3 separate regions of the Sus scrofa genome follow, and all the other regions are linked to region 1. The links are chromatin contacts, called in public HiChIP or PLAC-seq and promoter capture Hi-C maps. All regions are on one chromosome and are shown on one strand. Each heading gives the region's core, a stretch centred on a gene start, on an enhancer-like site or on the middle of the called end of the contact. The rest is flanking DNA. Distances are from core to core; before and after follow the strand shown.

The links. Promoter capture Hi-C pulls out the DNA fragments that hold promoters and counts their contacts. HiChIP or PLAC-seq counts read pairs in DNA pulled down with a chosen protein or histone mark.
Region 2: a promoter capture Hi-C map of fetal skeletal muscle shows a contact between it and region 1, with 4 times the contacts expected there. The contact joins the promoter of TMEM115 here to the promoter of TEX264 in region 1. A contact is called at or near these places in 1 of 5 promoter capture datasets (fetal skeletal muscle) and 1 of 2 datasets of contacts at active chromatin or transcription factors (skeletal muscle).
Region 3: an H3K27ac HiChIP or PLAC-seq map of alveolar macrophages shows a contact between it and region 1. The contact joins the promoter of RASSF1 here to the promoter of TEX264 in region 1. A contact is called at or near these places in 2 of 2 datasets of contacts at active chromatin or transcription factors (alveolar macrophages and skeletal muscle).

Annotation. Positions count from the first base shown.
Region 1 is chr13:33,890,781-33,894,283 of Sscrofa11.1, reverse strand. It overlaps TEX264 (testis-expressed protein 264), which reads right to left and starts at 1,727. Exons shown (of 5, transcript XM_021068863.1): 1 at 1,498-1,727.
Region 2 is chr13:32,841,136-32,844,552 of Sscrofa11.1, reverse strand. TMEM115 (transmembrane protein 115) reads left to right here and starts at 1,631. Exons shown (of 2, transcript XM_003132227.6): 1 at 1,631-3,020. The coding sequence starts at 2,170.
Region 3 is chr13:32,823,910-32,826,941 of Sscrofa11.1, reverse strand. RASSF1 (ras association domain-containing protein 1) reads left to right here and starts at 1,456. Exons shown (of 6, transcript XM_021068824.1): 1 at 1,456-1,544. The coding sequence starts at 1,523. ZMYND10 (zinc finger MYND domain-containing protein 10) reads left to right here. Exons shown (of 12, transcript XM_021068822.1): 8 at 123-295; 9 at 542-667; 10 at 750-871; 11 at 983-1,108; 12 at 1,197-1,544. The coding sequence ends at 1,272.

The DNA.
Region 1 (3,503 bases), core at 478-2,977:
CCAGGGCTGGGGGCAGAAAGAAAATAACCACTGAGCCAAAACCCTGCCCTGACTGGTATCTTCTCAGGGAAGACTCACAGGAGCCTCTACAAGAACTCTCTCCTCACCACAAGGTTGAACCTCCATTAAGTCCTCGGATCCCTCTGGGAAATCAAAAGCCAAACTCCGCCTCACAAATGTCAGCTCTTCACTAGAGCCCTGCTCATGCCCCTATTCTTGGAGAGCCCTCTTCCTGGAAGGCTCCAGCCACCGATCCTGGCCTGATACAGCCCCTTCCGCTGCCCCTAGGCAGGCCTTGACCCTTCTCGGGCCTCAGTTTCTGCTAGGGTCAGGAGGCACTAGGTAAGCGTCTGGGAGGGCTGCCAGCGTTGGCTTCCTGAGGTCGCTCACGAACGCCGTGGCTGTCGGCCCGGTCCTTAAAGGGCCCGCCGCAGGCAAAACTTCGGTGTCTGCCGGGAGCAGGAATACTTGGGGTCCGAGAGGCCTCGCGGGGTGGAAGGGTCGTCGCGTCCACTCTTTACTCTGGGCTTCCAGACCCCGCTCACCCTCGCCTCACCTATTTACCCAGCCCTCTTCTTTTCAGCCACAACTTCTGGAGGCCCCAGGCACCTCCGCAACTTATAGGAAGCTAAAGTTTACAACGCCGCGGTGAGCCGCAGCCTAGGGAGAAGGGGGCGGAGTTAAAGCGCGGTTCTGGCCTTCGTCATCGAGCCCCCTACCCCCTCGCCCGCCCCCAGCTCCCCAGCCTCTGGGCCTGCCCTGCACCCGAAGCTAAGATGGAGAGCAGCCGGGGATAGTAGGCTGATCCAAGGTCGCGTTTGGGCCCTTGGACCCGACCAGGGCCAGCTGTGGGAGAGACGAGATGCAAAGAAATGCTGGGCCGCAAGGATCACGGTGGGGACACGGAAGGCCCTGAGCTCGCGCCCAGGCGGAGGTGCCAGGCCCTGGGCGCGCGTGGGGCCGCCCGGGCGGGGATACCTCCCCCGCCCGGCCCTCACCTCAGCGGCCCCCAGCCTCGGAAGCCGATTCGCGCACGCGGCTCGGGGCTGCGTCGCGGAGCCTGCGCGCCCGCCGCGCACGCTCGCTCCGCCCCCTCTCGAGGCAGAACGTGGCCGTGGGCGCGTGCGTGCGGGACCCAAAGGGCGGAGGCCTGCCGCACCCGTATCCGTGGCGACAAACACGCGCCTTGGCCTGTGGCCGTTAGGAGCCGAGCCCACCAGGTACCTTCCTGCTTCCCACAAACTACTGGGTTGCAGAGGATGAAGTCAACAGCCCCTTAGCTTCTGGGTTGTGGAGAGCACCACGACTGTCCGACCCTAGCAGTGAAGGGGGTAAGTCGGCCTAGAGGCCCGTGGTAGAGAGCCAGTCTGGTCCCAAAAAATGGCACCTCAGAGGACCGTTTGAATTAGTTTGGGAAGCGCAGCATGGCAGTAGAAGTCTGGCATTCGTACCACCCTAATTACTGCCATTTTCTCTCACTGAGGCTTCGCAACAGACCTGGGAACCGAGCAAGGCAGGTCCACTTGCTCCCGTCTCACATCTGAGGCTTAGGGAATCTCCAGACAACGCAAATATCAGCTTCCTGCCTCCAGCGGTCCATCCCTGTGCTCTGGGATTTTTAGGGGGGTGAGGAGGAGGCGGGGAAGAGGGAGTTGGGGGGGTGATCATTCACCCATCCAGCGTTTATGAAGCACGGCTCCTTGCTAAGGTCTGAGGACGCCAAGTGAACAAAACCAAGGCCCCGCCTTCCTGGAACCAACTGGGGGACGCCCGCCTTCCACGCTCCTCCCTCAGTGCCCTAGACGCGGCTGGGCGAGGCTAGTCTGCTGTTCCAGTTTAACACATTCTAGGTAACCCCCAAGTCAATTGTTTGTTCCTTGAAGACAGGTTCAATCTTCAGCTTGTATTACTGAGGATCAACAAACAACAAAGCACTCTCTTAGGGCCCCAAACATAAAATCTCGCCCTCCTGAGAGGCCGATCTTGCAGTAGAAAGAGTGGGGGAGGGGGCAACTATGCTCATAAGTTTCGCCACAAGATGGTATGGGCCAAAAGCTACCTTGGTGCTCCTCACACGGAGGATTGATGTTTGGGAGGTGAATCTTCTTTTTATGGATCCCCCTACTGTACTAGCCAAGGACAGACTGGCCACAAAGCGGCAGTTGTAGCTGGTTGCCTTTCCTTCTGCTTCACATTATTCTCTCCATAGGCAGGGAAAATTGAACTTCATCCATAGGGTTCTAGACCAACCAGAAGAATGGGTAGCTGACCCCTCAGAGGCACTCAGAGCTGGGCTGGAGGTTTGGCAGCTGTTTTGCTGATGAATATCAGGAACATGACCAAATCCTTTAGGTGCTTCAGGCAAGTGAACTATGCACTTGTGTCATTCCCTGAGACAAGGACGGGCCAGTGCTTTCAGAGACAGACAGCCTCTGCTTCTCAGAAGCTGAAGATGATCAGCTTCATCCAGGAAACTGTTGTCTGGAGCTACTCTTTCCAAATTTTTTTTTCCTTCTTTTTTTAGGGCCGCACCCATGGCATGTGGAGGTTCCCAGGCTAGGGGTCAAATCAAAACTACAGCTGCCAGCCTACACCACAGCCACAGCAACGCCGGATCCTTAACCCACTGAGGGAGGCCAGGGATTGAACTCATGTCCTCATGGATACTAGTCAGGTTCGTTAACTGCTGAGTCACGACAGGAACTCCCATACCCTTTCCTCATCTGGTTCTCTGCTTACTTCCTTTAGCTTGGTTAGGGAACTCCATAGCCTCACATCCGAGTTCTAAATGTGCCTTAGGAGCTTTAGCACCTCTGTAGTGTTAAAATAGCTGGCCTGTGACTGGGGCTGTAGGCCAGTGGCCTCCCAGGCTTTATTTCAGGCAGCTGCCAACAAGCACTGCCACCTCCCGCCCGCTTGGGAGGACCCCTGCATGGCCTCTGCTAGCCACCAGGCAATAGCCCAGGCACTTTGCTCTCCCCCTTGTATCAAGTCTGAGCAGAGCTGACCACCTAGCCATCTGCATCATGCACTCTTCAGTCCTATATCCAAATAGCACATATTCTCCTCTCATGAGCCTAGACTTGGTCTCTGCCTCCTCCTGACTTCCCCTGACAAAAGAACTCCCACAGAAGCTCTTTAGTTCTCCCTTAGTACATTTCCAGAGAATGTTTTCCCCAGGCTCCTCCCCTTAAAAGGACCAAACTTGGGTAACTAAAGCATAGACCATCCCTTCCTTCCTCTACCTCTTCATGTTCCAAAGCCCTCATTAGTTCTCTCTGAGGCACTGGTTAGATCTTCTAACTCAGGTGACAAATGGAGAAAGTACAGGTAGTGTAAGATACTCTGCAAACCCTGCCACCAGCCGTCTCCCACCCTCTGAAGGCACTGATGCTGTGCCCAATCCCTGGGTACTCACAGCCTAGTTAGGGCTGCCCCTGCAGAACCTGCCACAACTGAGGGATGAGCTAGCTTCAGGCTACTCTGAGTCAGCCTCACTGTTC
Region 2 (3,417 bases), core at 382-2,881, 1.0 Mb after region 1:
GTTTTTTAACCCTTGTCCATTTTAAAGCCAGCTCTCTTAATAGCTCTCTTCTGTGTGACCTTCAAGTTCTTTTCAAGGGGAAAGACTTATAGCCACCAGTGCAGAGGTTTCCCAGTGCTACTGACACTTACTCTCTTAGAATACACCCTCCAAACTCTGCACTCACCCAGCTAAGTCCTCACCACAACCTAAGAGTTGGATACTAGTTTATCCCCATATCCCAGATGAACAAACTGAGACAGGAGAAATCTTTTCTCCCAGATGAGAAGAGCAAGAAACCAGTAAAGTTTTCAGAAAGGAAGTGGCCTATGGCTGGGGGAACTTGGATGGTAAATAAATGAAAGATGGCATTCCAGGCCTTAGTGAAGACACCTTTCCTCACTCCACAAGAGCAGGCCACAGAGCAAAGCCTAACTAGCAACCTCTGGACAGCTCCCATGCTCTGCAGCAGTCCCAAAAATCCTGGAGTAGACTTGTCATATAAAATACTAAACATCCAGTCAAATTTGTTATTTCAGATAATCAACAAATATTTAGTATGTTACCAACACTGCATGGGACAAAGCAATGCTAAAAACTGGGGTCGCGCTTATACTGAAAAAATTGTTTACCTGAAATTCAAATTTAACTGAGTGCCCTCTTGATTTGCTCAATCTGGCAATCCTACACTGGGGCAGCATCCAGTGGGATGCCAAAGATAAAGGACAGCAACACCTTTTGTAACCTGGTAGGCTATGCACAATGGCAGCTGAACTGAGATCAGTGGTGGAAAGGAAGGGATTCTGCACTTCATAAATGTACTTTATTTTACAACTGTTTAAAATGTAACTCAATATAAAAAAAAAAAAATCAATTTGCACAGGACACAACCTGCCTGAAGCCACCATTGCACTGAAGTGGGGGCCCCAGGCCAGCCTGACTCAAGTTTGTGGAGAGACCTCTCTTCATGATGGTCAGCGATTGTCTGTGGTGGGGAGGAGAGCCACTGAGAGTGGCCCAACATCACCCATTTGGGGACTGGAGGCCTTAGTTCAAGTACTGGCTCCACCTCATTTGTAACAAGGGCAGCCAGGGCAACACCCTCACTGAGCGCCCAGAGTAGACTGGCATTTTACAGCCCAGTCCCCTTGGATCCTCACAGTAAGTACAGTCATCATCTCCATTTTCCTGTCCATGAAACTGATCTTCAACAAAGTTCAGGAATTTGGCCAATGTCACACAGCCGCCAAAGAGCAAAGCAAGAATTCCAACCTGAATCAGGCATACAGCAGACCGCCTTAATTCCTGGAGTTCGCGCCCACTGGATCATCCAACATTCTTACCCACATACCTGCCCGCAAGGAGACACCCACCCAGGTGTACAGGCATACACTGAGCCACTCCTCATGGGAAATTCATCAAGTGTGTGACCTGAGGTTGTGCTGCCGCTGGTATTCGCCGCTCTCTCAAGGTTAGCGACGCTAGTGCACCTTCCCCCACGTCCAGAGATCTGGCAGAAACGGTCCTGGGAACTACAACTCCCAAGCACACGCTTTTCTCACCACCAACAGGAACAGCCCGACGCACAGCCTCCTGGGACGTGTTCTACCCGGAATCCTGATTTCCGCTGGTTCCGGCTCCGGCCCAGGACTCCTTATCCCAGCATGCAGTGGAGCCGCAAGGCCGACGCTCAGAGGGCATCCTGCCGCCGCCCGGGGCGCGCAGGCGCAGCGCCCCTGTTTGTCGGCGCTTGAGAAGGGAGGAGGTAGAGTCGAAACCGAGACCCAGGCCGAGGCGGGACTGATCAGACTTGACTCCGGCCCAGAACTAGGCTCCAGTGCCGCGCGGACCGTAGGATCCCAGAGTGGATGGAGGAGATCGAGCCCTAAGATCACGTCCAGACCCGTTGGTGTGGCGTGGGGCCTGCAGGGAGACCAGGCGGGCGTGCAGAAGCTACCCAGGGCCTTCCCTCAGATCCCCTGCTAAGGGCCTAGTCCCCGGTCCGGCGACCAGGCCCGGCTCTGCCGTTTATGACCGGAGTCGACCTGACCGGAAGTGGAGATTTCACCCGGGCCATAGGCCATTGACTAGGCCGGGCCCGGGCCTCCCGTCGGGGCCGGACTTGGACGAGGCCCCGGGGAGGCCCCTAGCCCACTAAACCCTTCCCTCAGGCCGAAGCCAGCTGGGAAGATGCAGCGCGCCTTACCGGGCGCCCGCCAACACTTGGGGGCCATCCTGGCCAGCGCCAGCGTGGTGGTGAAGGCTCTGTGCGTTGCTGTACTATTCCTCTACCTGCTGTCCTTTGCCGTGGACACGAGCTGCCTGGCTGTCACCCCAGGCTATCTCTTTCCACCCAACTTCTGGATCTGGACCCTGGCCACCCATGGGCTGATGGAACAGCATGTGTGGGATGTGGCCATTAGCCTGGCCACAGTGGTGGTAGCTGGACGTTTGCTGGAGCCCCTCTGGGGGGCCTTGGAGCTGCTCATCTTCTTCTCAGTGGTGAACGTATCTGTGGGGCTGCTGGGGGCCTTCGCCTACCTCCTCACCTACATGGCTTCCTTCAACTTGGTGTACCTTTTTACTATCCGCATCCACGGCTCCCTGGGCTTCCTAGGTGGTGTCTTGGTGGCACTCAAGCAAACCATGGGGGACTGTGTGGTGCTCCGAGTGCCCCAGGTTCGTGTCAGTGTGGTGCCCATGCTGCTGTTGGGGCTGCTGTTGCTGCTGCGGCTGGCCACACTACTCCAGAGCCCAGCGCTGGCCTCCTATGGCTTTGGGCTGCTCTCCAGTTGGGTGTATCTTCGCTTCTACCAGCGCCATAGCCGAGGCCGAGGAGACATGGCCGACCACTTTGCTTTCGCCACCTTCTTCCCTGAGATCCTGCAGCCTGTGGTGGGGCTGTTGGCAAACTTGGTACATGGCCTCCTGGTGAAGGTAAAGATATGCCAGAAGACAGTGAAGCGCTATGATGTGGGCGCACCATCCTCCATCACCATCAGCCTCCCAGGCACAGACCCTCAAGATGCAGAGCGGAGAAGGTACCGTGGGATCTTCCAAACCTTGTTAAGAGCGTATTTACTGATGAAGTCACATTCCATCTGTTGAGGTGCTTCCTGTACATTGGCTGGCAGCCTACAGTCAGATGTTGGGTAAATTCAGAAAGAGAAAGTCCAGTTTGGGGCCTTGAGATCAGCATTTAGGTGTCTAGGCTGCAGGAAGTGCTTTGCAAAATTAGGGAGTAAAAGTTCCCTTTATCACCACTCAGGCCACTTCAGTCTCCAGAAATGCCCTGCCTCCTTTGGAGCTGCATGAAGGGCTAATAGAGAGTGAGATACACTTAACACTGGGCTTGTCTCAGAATCCTAGACACTGGGCCTGTGGGAACCAGAATCAACCTGGTGGTCCTTTTTCTCCTGTGAGGGAGGGACAGAGGAG
Region 3 (3,032 bases), core at 207-2,706, 1.1 Mb after region 1:
AAGCAGCACCCCAGCCTGGGCAAGTCCTGTGCCCAGGCAGTGGTCAGTCTCCCAGCCCACGCAGCTGGCTCACTCAAAGAGCATGCGATGTTTGTACCCAGTATGCTGGTTCCTCTCCCCAGGCAAGCTGCAGCAATTTGAGAGTGGCCGTTGGCAGACAGTGCCCCCATCAGAGCAGCAAAAACTGAGCAAGTTGGATGGGCAGGTGTGGATTGCCCTGTACAACCTGCTGCTAAGCCCCGAGGCCCGAGCCCACTATTGCCTCACCAGCTTTGCTAAAGGACAGCTACTCAAGGTAGGAACTCCTCCCATATCAGCCCCACAGCCCCCTAGCCCTGCCCCACCCCACCCCTGTTTATTTTTACCCACCTGCCTCAACCCTAGGCCTCTCTCCAGAACTTGGGCCTCAGGTGACACACACAGAAGCTAATGGGATGTGGGTCCCACGGGCATCCTTAGTCCAACCCAGCCCAGGGTCTCTCTGTTCCTTGACCTTCTGGTCAGCACTGCTTCACACTGGCCTCCCTGGAAACCCTTGCAGCTTCAGGCATTCCTCACAGACACGCTGCTGGACCAGATGCCCAACCTGGCAGACCTGCAGGGTTTCCTAGCCCACCTGGCCCTGGCCGAAGCCCAGCCCCCTAAGAAAGACCTGGTGTTGGAACAGGTAGGCACTAGAAAGTTAGTTGCTCGGGACCACTGCCCACTTTGCCAGCTCCTCCCTGCTACTCTCCATTTCTCTTCCCCAGATCCCAGAAATCTGGGAGCGGCTAGAGCAAGAGAACAAAGGCAAGTGGCAGGCTATTGCCAAGCACCAGCTGCAGCATATATTCAGCACCTCAGAGCAGGACCTGAGGCTGCAAGCACAAAGGTGAGGCCTGCTGGAAGGGGTGGAAGAGATGCAGAAGGCATGGATGTGGGCAGGGCTGCTCCTGTCCCCCCACCCACAGGTCCAGTCAAGTCCTTCTGACCCTTTTCCCAGGTGGGCTGAGACCTACAGACTGGACGTGCTGGAGGCAGTGGCTCCAGAGCGACCCCGCTGTGCTTACTGCAGTGCAGAGGCCTCCAAGCGCTGCTCACGATGCCAGAATGAGTGGTACTGCTGCAGGTGAGGGTATCCTAGGATCTTGGATCCCTAAATCCCACTTCCATACCCCTCACAAACACTGAATCTTTACTGGCCCACTTGCCTGCAGGGAGTGCCAAGTCAAGCACTGGGAAAAACATGGAAAGTCTTGTGTTGTGGCAGCCCAAGGTGACAGAGCCAAGTGAAGGATGCAGCTGCTGAGGGCCAACCACCATGCCATACAATCCACTAGAGTGTACCCCTGAACCTCTGGATCTCGGCCTGGCCTCTGCAAGTGCCCCAGCCTCCCAGATGAGGAAGACAGCAGGAGGGAAGTGCTGCTGACCCATCTTCCCCAGCAAAGCCATCCCCACTTCCTGCCCCACCCGGCTTAGGGTGCAGCCTCAGCAAGCTGGGGAGAGAGGCCCTGGGCGGGGTTGTGGGGGTGAGAACCGGATGTGGGGACCCTCTTCCTTCAGTAAGTAAAGTAAAGCTGGTTTCCATAAAGACGCCTGTTTTCCGCGTGGTCGTCGTGGTTGTTAGGGGGAGGGGAGTAGCTCGAGGGATGAAGGGAGGTAGGAGGGCGGGGACTCCGCGACAGCAGCACCCGTGCAGCGCCCTCCGGGCTCCACTTCTCCTGCGGGAGGGCAGACGCAGCCTGGGTGCTGGGTATCCCTGGCGCCGCGCTCTTTTGCTCTCCCGCCGCTCTGCCTGAACCCCGGAGGCGGCGCCGCATCGGGGGCCCGCCCCGCGGCCCCGCCCGTCGGGAGCTCGCTCGGCGCCCAGAGCCAGCAGGAGTCCCGGCCGGACCGGGACATGTCCGCTGAGCCCGAGCTCATTGAGCTGCGGGAACTGGCACCCGCTCGGTGCGCCGCCCCGGTCCGCACCCGGCTGGAGCGTGCCAACGCGCTGCGCATTGCTCCGGGCACAGCGCGCAACAACGCAAGGCAGCTGGTCCCGGGCCGAGGCCACCGCTTCCAGCCTGCGGGGCCCGCCACGCACACGTGGTGCGACCTCTGTGGTGACTTCATCTGGGGCGTCGTGCGCAAGGGCCTGCAGTGCGCACGTGAGTAGCGCCCGGGGCATTGGCGAGAGTGAAACGGGTGGCCAAGCTGAAGGCCAAGTTGCTACGGAGGGGGTCAGTGGGGACCACAGACCAGGTAGTTTACTTTTGCCAAATAGCCTAAGACAGTGCAGGCAGATGGGTTATAACCTTGATATCTTACAAGCGTGCCACCTGCATATGGGACATAGGCAGCAGTGGTTGCCTGTGAATAACAAGGTGCTGCTTTCAAGTTTAAAAAGTGCCTTGATCCTTCTTGAAAAAGGCTTTGTACCCACCAGTCTTTGAGTTCATATTCCCACACCTGCCCCTTACAAAGATTCACTCACCAAGTCCCCCTCCAGAATTCCTGGGGTGAAGAGAATTTACCCGACAATGGGAGAAGGCCTTGAAAAAGTTAGACCCTTGGGTAGGCCCCCTGCAAGCAAGAGTTTTTGTTGAAGTTCTCCTTGTGGCTCAGCGGTATCTCATCTGACTAGTATCCATGAGGACATGGGTTCGATCCCTGGTCTTGCTCAGTGGGTTAAGGATCCGGCATTGCCATGAGCTGTGGTATACGTCGAAGATGTGGCCTAGATCCTGCATTGCTGTGGCTGTAGTGTAGGCCGGCAGCTGCAGCTCAAATTAGACCCCTAGCCCAGGAACTTCCCTATGCCGTGGGTGCGGCCCTTAAAAAAAAAAATAGGAGCGTCCACACACCAGCTGATGCTTCTGCCCTCCAGGAACCACCAGCAATAAGAGGTTGCTCTCCCCCCTGGCTATACACTTAGTATGCTTTTACAGTCCTCCAAACCTCTATGCTTGAATCCTACCTGAGACCTGTTGAATCGATCACGAGAGTGTTATCAGCGATTTTTAAAGACAGATCATTCTAATGTGCAGCCTGGGTTGTGAATCAGTGCT